Regions from separate parts of the Sus scrofa genome. Here region 2 is linked to region 1. A link is a contact called in public Hi-C data. All regions are on one chromosome and are shown on one strand. The core of a region is the stretch at or near the end of the contact, and the rest is flanking DNA. Distances in the headings are between cores, read along the strand shown.

Region 1 (3,713 bases), core at 604-3,103:
GGATGCAATAGTGATCCTGAGATATCCCGGGGTGACACTCGGCCTCTGATTGGCCAATGACCCCACACAGGATAAAACAAGGGACCTTGAACCACCTTGGTAACCCTCCGAGCTCCACTCTCCTCAGGAGCCCCGAGAGTGGCTCAGTGGTCCCAGCACGGAGCAGATGCCCCCAGGGTGAGAGTTCCAGAGAAGGTGCCTCCTGGAACCGGTTCCAGGGCCAGCACCAAAGGGAAGCGTGAGCCATCCACCTCCTACGCTTCTCTGAATTTCCCCCAGGTGTTGAGCCAGCCTCTGCTCCGGAGCCAGAGCATCTGTGCCCTCTCTGGTGCCTCTGCTGTTCTCACCCTGGCTTTCCAACCTGCCACGGCTCTGAGGTTCATCCAGCTTCTCTCTCCCTGCCCTCTGGGCTTTGGTCTGATGTCTTGATTGCAAACAGTGATGCCCTGGTCATGCCCTTCTGCATGATTCCCCAGGGGTTTCCCCATTTTAGCTACCATGTGTTTGCTCTCCTCCCTGCTCAGCCCGCCTCACCCCAGCATTCTCATCCAATGATTTCATGGAGTGACTTATGCCATTTCTGCCTTAGGACTACATGGCGTGGAGAGACTAATACCTTAAACCATGAGAGTCTGAAATGGAACAGCTACCAGAGTCGGCAGTCACAGGGCTCGGCGAAGAAGCAGCCTAGGACCTATCACAGAGAAGATGGCCTTGGTGTCCTGACCACTCTCCAGCCATCGAAGCAGTGGACTGGCCCCAGGGCGCGGGCTCCTTGGGCAAACAGTGCCCAGGATATTTTGGTGAGCACCGTAAGTTATTCGTGATGACATCAACCTCCTACAGTTTTCTCCTTCATGTCCCTAGAATATTGTTGCTAGTGCATTATGGGTCTACACTCTAAAACCATCCCAAACATGCTCAATCCTTCATACTACTGATATAGTTCATGGGTTCAAACTTCAAGGGCTTTCTACGGGACTGCCGACCCTCCTCTGCGTCTGTGCCCCCCCTTAGCTCCTCAGACATCACTCGCTTCTGGTTTCTTCCTCTGCACCCTTTCCTTTTCTCTGTATCCCTTGGTCCTTTTATTAATTACATGTTTTATTTTATTTTGTTTTATTGGGGTTTAGTTGGCTTACAATGTTATATTCGTTTTAGGTGTTCAGCAAAGTGAATCAGGCACACGTATTCATACATCCATTCTTTTTCCCCCTCTAGGTTATTACACACTCTTGGGTAGGTTCTCCTGTGCTCTGTGGTAGCTTCTCATCAATCATCTATTTTATACAGTGGCGTGTCCATGTCATTGTCACCCTCCCGATTCTTCCCTTCCCACAACGGTTTCCCCTATGGCGACCATAAGACTGGTTTTGAAATCTAGGAGTCTGTTTCTGTTTTATAAAAAAGCTCTGTTGTATCATTCTTTATTCGAGTCCACATAGAGGTGCTATCATATGATACTTAGCTGACTTCCTCCACCGAGGTCAGTGGGCCTGCCACCTGGACACAGGTATGGAGGCAGACCAGATGCCTCCACACACCTTGCCATCTTCCGTCATCCTCTCCCCTGTACCCTGAACTCCTTTTCATGTACTAACCGTACTGAGCGTTCCACCCTCGGCGTGGACATGCTCCCCCAAGCCTCTGGCCCTTCTTCAAGTGGTTTCTCTGCATTGGGTGCCATCCTCCTTGGTAACGTCTACCAGGTCTTCAAGGGTCAACTGTCCCCCGAGGGCTAGAGTTCCAATCATACTGTCCCGTCAGTGGTTGTGACCTCGGGGTCCTTGCAGGCAGAGACTGGGTCTCCCCACCTGCTTCCACCTCGCATTTTGCTCAGAGCCTGAGGGAGAGAGGACACAAGCGAACCAGCTGGTTAGATGCGGAGACGATTGAGTGAGTGAGCCATGCCGATGCCCAAGGGTCCAGCTCAAGAGGATGCAGCTGGGCTCTTGGCTCATCCCTTAGGGAGAGCTCAGAACCACAGGAAGGTCTGGTACTCGGGATGCGTGTGGCTGGGCCTGGAGGTGGGAAACTGAGGGAAGGGGAAGAGTAAGAGAGAGCGATGGGGCGAAGGGGCAAGAAGGGAGGAAAGGAGGGGAGGAGAGACGAGGAATACAGGCGGGGGAGAGCCAGGGCCCTCCCTGCATGCCGGAGTGTCTGCATGTCATCTCTGACTCCCCAGGAGGGCCAGGGGTCACCGGTCCAAAGGACCCAGTGGAGTCCTCCTGAGCTCGGACCCCCTCACCATGGACAACTACTGCAAGACAAGTAATCCGTCTGGCACTGAGGCCGCAGAGCTGGCTGCAGGATTGGGGCTCACTGGCCACGTGGCCTTCCGGTCCATCACGGTAGCTGTGGCCCTTTGCGGGCTGGTGGGAAATGGACTGGTCATCGGGTTTGTCCATCTGTCGGCCCAGAAGAGCTCCTTCTTCGTCTACAGCTCCAATCTGGCCATCGCAGATTTCATGCATCTTTGCTTCCAGATTATGTTCTCTGTCCGCCAAATCCTGAGGTTTTTCCTCCGACGGTGCTTTCACCTTCCCGAGGTCTTCGTGGTCCTGACGTTCTTCTTCTACTTCACTGGCCTGGGCATCCTGACGGCCATCGGCTTCCAGCGCTGTCTGTCCGTCCTCTTCCCGATTTGGTATCGGTGCCATTGCCCCGAGCACCTGTCGGCCATCGTGAGCGTCCTCCTCTGGATTCTGACCTTTTTGATCAATATCCTGAGAGGCCACGCCTGTGGTCAGTTACTCATCCCAGAGACAGAGTTCTGTCCCGCGCTTGTGACCGCCACCGCCGCCTGGGTCTTCCTCCTGTTCTCCATCCTGGGCGCGTCCAGTCTGCTGCTGCTCTGCCGCCTCCAGGCCAGCGCCCAGCAGCAGCATCCCCCAAAGCTCTACGTGGTCCTTCTGCTCTCTGTCCTGGGCTTCTTCCTCTTCGGTCTGCCCCTCAGCATCATCAGGTTCGCCGTGGCCAAAACGAGAGATCACACCCTCAACGACCTCTGTGTCCTCCTGTCCTGTGTCAACAGCACGGCTAACCCTGCCTTCTACCTCATCGGTGGCCTTCACAGGAAGCGGCCGAGCAAGCCCCTCGAGGTGGTCCTCCGGGGAGCCCTGGGCGAGGAGGTGGAGTACGGGGAAGATGGGAAGGTGCCCCCCATTGGCAAGGAGGAGAAGGATGGACGCAGGTTCCTGAAGCATGGCACCCACAATTTCCAGGTAGTAACCATGCCTCATCGTCAGCAGAGAGCTCCCCAAGGCAGCCCCTAAGAGTTCCCTTCTCTGTGCAAAAAAACTAAGAACCTCTGGAAGCAGCTCTTTTGGTGTCTGAAACCAAAGGCACACACGCACCTGAGCCTTTGGAACCACTGTCGGATCATCCTGCAGAACGTGTGTCAAGCAGCATCGTCGCGTCACTCGCCGGCCTCGGAGGGTCCGTTTCAACCTTGCCTTACAGGCGAAACTCTGCCAGTTTTCAGGGTTTTGTTTTTTTCAGCCATTCCTGAGACACGTGGATGTTAACGGGCCAGGGATCGACCCCAAGCCACAGCAACAGCCCTCGCCGCAGCAGTGACACCGGACCTTGACGGCTAGGCTGCCAGTGACTCGCTCGTGTTCAGTCTGGGATAATGAGGCTGCTAAATTCCTTTTGGGTGTGGATGGGTCCTTAGAAATGACGAGCCTCCGTCCTTTGCCCATTTTTCCAGC
Region 2 (3,708 bases), core at 118-2,617, 43 kb after region 1:
GGGCCTGCTCTTGTTTGAGGGCACCAAGCGGGCCCACTCGGGTTTCTGAGGGTCCCGAAAAAGGGCCTGCGTGTCTGAGGCCCTCAATACCCTCTCGGCCAAGAGGAGCTGACACAGACGCCTCTACCTGCCCGTCCTGGGGGGGGGTGTCTGTGTTCTCTGCTCTCACCATATTTCCAGCTCCGGTCCAAGCCTGTATTTTGCTCCTTTGTGTTTCGCAATTTCAATACCTACATGTACAAAGAGAGAGGAAGAGGGGCAACTTCAGCACCGCCAATGTGTCCAAAGGCGGACTCAAAACCGCAGCCGTGGGTGTCTTAAGAAACCAAAGGTCACCTCCCAGACCCTGCTGACAGCGGCGGGAGTGAGATCCAGGCAGGGCCTGCAGGGCTGACCTTTAGCACCAAGGGGCGGGGGAGGGAGGCCATGGGGTCACACCCTGGCGGGTTAATAACAGCCGATGCAGAAGATCAGGTGTGGGGAGGAAGCAGGACCCGAAGGCACCAGCAGGGGGCACCATCCAACTCGGGCAGCCCCCACTGCAGGTTTAGGTGTGAACAGTGCAAACTCAAAGAGGATGCAAAAAACGATAACTGCATGGCGACCCCACACACAGGACCACACCCCCGTCTCTGAGCTGGTGGGCTCGCCCCACCCCCTCCCTCTTTGGGTGGGTTTTCCTCAATGTCCACCCCCCAGGAAGGTCCTCAGGCATCAGGGACCCGCCCACCGTGGGCTTTTCTTCAAGACTTCCCCGCGGGGGCTTGGCCGCCCTCTCTCTCTCCCCTCACACACCTCTGGGCAGCTCAGCTCTCGAAATGCCACCAGAGACCCCAGGGATAGTTGAGGACAGGCTCGCCCCTCCCATCTCGACCTCCACGGCCTCACTCGTCTTACCGCGTGTCCATTCCTCGTGTCCCCAGGCACTGTTACCCACCCCCTATTCACAGGGACCTGGGCTCGTACAGCACGGACCTAGTCACGGTAAGATAGGGTATCTTATCTGTCCCCACGCCCCGGGCGACTTTCTCCAGAGCAAGGCTGTCTGAGGGCCACAAGCAAGCCGGGCCGGCCAGAACGGACCTCCAATCCTCCTCCCCAGCCGCCCCCAGACTCACTCTTTAAAATCCTTTGCAAATTGCCCTCGAAGTCCAGGGCCCACTGGTTGAGCGCGCAGGTGGCCACGGTCACCTTCCGGCCCATCCTGGCTGCAGGAGCCCGCGCGAAAGGCCGGCCGGACAGCGAGTTTTTCTATCCTAGCGAGAGTCGCTGGCGGGTCCAGCCCTTCCGGGTCGCCCCGCGGGATCGGGCCAGGCCTTGCAGGGACAGGACGGCGGCGTCACGCCCCAGGTAGCCCGGCCCCGCCCGGCCCCGCCCCCGACCGCCCCGCCCCGCCCCCGGCTCGCCCCGCCCCGCCCCCGGCTCGCCCCGCCCCGCCGGAAGAGCGGAGACCCAGACAGGACCGCAGAGCTGGTGGCGTCAGGCCACGCCCCCAGATCGCCCGGCCGTGACCCCCAGCTCACCCCGCCCCGCCCGCGAGCGCCCCTCACCGCCGCGCCTGCGCAGAAGGGCGCCCCACTGAAAGGCGTGTGCCCATGCGCAGCACGCCCAGCCCGCGCCGCCCCTACGCTGACCCAGGTGGGCGGAACTGTGTCGCCAGGTCCGGGAGCGCTGCCCACCGCCCCTGTTTTATCCACAGCTCCCTGCAAACTGCGTCGTAATGCCCTTGTGCAATTTGGGTGTTTCCTCTGTAATATTAGTTATGTTGGGTTCCTTTTTTCTGCACTTGGCATCCCGTGGGAGGAAGAAAGCGCTCGTGAACCGTTCATAAACAGAAGGACACTGAAGTTACCAGCAGCGTTGTGCCAGCACATACGCACTTACACCCACCCAGGCTTGCCTGCCAGGGAACATAGATGCGCAGCCTTACTCAGTATGATAACTGCGTGGTGTTATCATACTGATGACAGTGTTCTCTCCCGCCGCATTTGAACCTGTTCACTCCAGCGGTTTTTCAAGTTTCCTTTTCGCCTTCCAGCCTTTAGTTCCCTTAGGGTAGGAATCCATCCTTTCCCCACAGGAGCAAGTAGCTGGCTGACCATCCTGGATGGACAGGTCATCCTTTTCTCCCGGTTTGCAAGGCTGCCTCTGCCGCAGGTACGCGTTTTCAGACTTGTTTCGTTGATAAAGTCATCCTTGTTCGTGATGGAAAATTTGGAAATTTCGGAAAAGCACAAAAATGTTCATGTGTTAATTCATAACACTTCACTTCAACCCTCGGGGGTAGTTTTCATTCCCAGAAATCTCTCAGCTCTTTCTGGCCTTTGCTCAGGTATCTCCTGCCAACAATGGCTGGTTCTGTGCTTCTGAGAAGGAAGGAGCAAATCCTCCAGGGTCTGGTTGCAGCAGAAAATAAGGACGTTCTTGAAAAATGGGGGGAATATATTATTTGGGGGAAAAAAGAGTCAGTTGAAGGGGTTCCCACTGGCCAAATATGGGACAAACTGAATATCCAAAGATAATGACTTCAAAAAAAAGTAAATGGAAAAAGAAAAAAAAAAAAAAGTTCCTGCTGTTTCACAACAGGTTGGCTGGCGTCTCTGCAGCGCTGGGACAGGTTCAATCCCTGGCCTGCACAGTGGGTTAAAGGATCCCGCGTTGCCACAGTTTCTGCATAGGTCACAACTGCATCTTGAGTCTGATCCCTGGCCTGGGAACTCCATAGGCCACAAGGCAGCCAAAACAGAAAAAAAAAAAAAGGAAGTGAAAGTTCAGGATCATAACTCCATATGCAAAAAAATCTATTGCTCCGTGTTGACAAAAAAATGAAATAAGAGAGGGAAATTCTTTACAGAAAAATGCCAGTGAGGTTAGAAAATATTGCCCTTTTGCATCGGGGAGTTTGACTCAGGCAGGAGTCATCGTTAAATGCTAGATTCCTGGACGAAGCGTCTTTGGAGGCCGTGCATTTACACAGTCTCAGCCATTCCGCAGATGACTCAGTAATCATAAAAGGAGCAATGGAGACTCCTGGCAGAAACCATCTGAGCCTCACTCTCAGACTTACCGTCAACAAGGGGACAAAGTGAAAGTGACACCACGTTGCCTCCTGCTGTTGAGCTTGGAGGTGACGGTGACCGGCCCCCGTGCTGAGAACAGCTGGGACTTGTTGCCTTGTTTCTCTCTGAGGCTCAAGGAAAAAGCGAATTGCAGGAGCTGAGCTCGGCTGCAATGGAAAGATCAGATGACCACTTCGGTGGGTCAAGGAGACCCCCCCCCAGTTACACATGCGCAGTAAGACTCCTAAGGGTCGGAAAGGGAGGGGCGCCAGGCCATAGTAAGTCTGGATACCGTCCCGGCACCCTTTGCGCTGGAATCCATCTTTGCCAAAAGGTGCTCACACTTGTCGGGGAGGGTCCTGTGTGCAGTCAGGGGTGAGAGATAAATTAAGATAATTGGCTAAAGGTAAACAGACCTGAAGAACTATATAAACTATTTAAAATCACTGTATAATCACCTCCCTGGTGCACTTCTCACTCGGGGGACACCTGCACCCCCACCTCTCTTTGGGGTGTGTGTTACTGCTTTGCTTCTGACTTAAATAAACCACTTCTCCGTGCGCCGTCCCACACGTTGTACTGCGTCCCTAACAATAAAATGTTTTACCTATTTTTGCAATCTATGCTTCCTTGAAACATTCTTGCTTTC

Evidence for each region. A called contact is a pair of places that touch in the nucleus more often than the background predicts.
Region 2: a contact with region 1 is called in a Hi-C map of liver, with 16 times the contacts expected there. The contact joins the promoter of NADSYN1 here to the promoter of LOC102159152 in region 1. A contact is called at or near these places in 1 of 5 promoter capture datasets (liver) and 2 of 47 Hi-C or Micro-C datasets (fibroblasts and liver).

The regions. Positions count from the first base shown.
Region 1 is chr2:2,327,408-2,331,120 of Sscrofa11.1, forward strand. It overlaps LOC102159152 (mas-related G-protein coupled receptor member X2-like), which reads left to right and starts at 1,854. Exons shown (of 1, transcript XM_005660597.2): 1 at 1,854-3,303. The coding sequence starts at 2,250. The coding sequence ends at 3,275. LOC106509286 reads right to left here. Exons shown (of 5, transcript XM_013994001.2): 5 at 3,467-3,713. The coding sequence ends at 3,498.
Region 2 is chr2:2,370,989-2,374,696 of Sscrofa11.1, forward strand. NADSYN1 (glutamine-dependent NAD(+) synthetase) reads right to left here and starts at 1,368. Exons shown (of 21, transcript XM_021082640.1): 1 at 1,119-1,368; 2 at 170-230. The coding sequence starts at 1,203.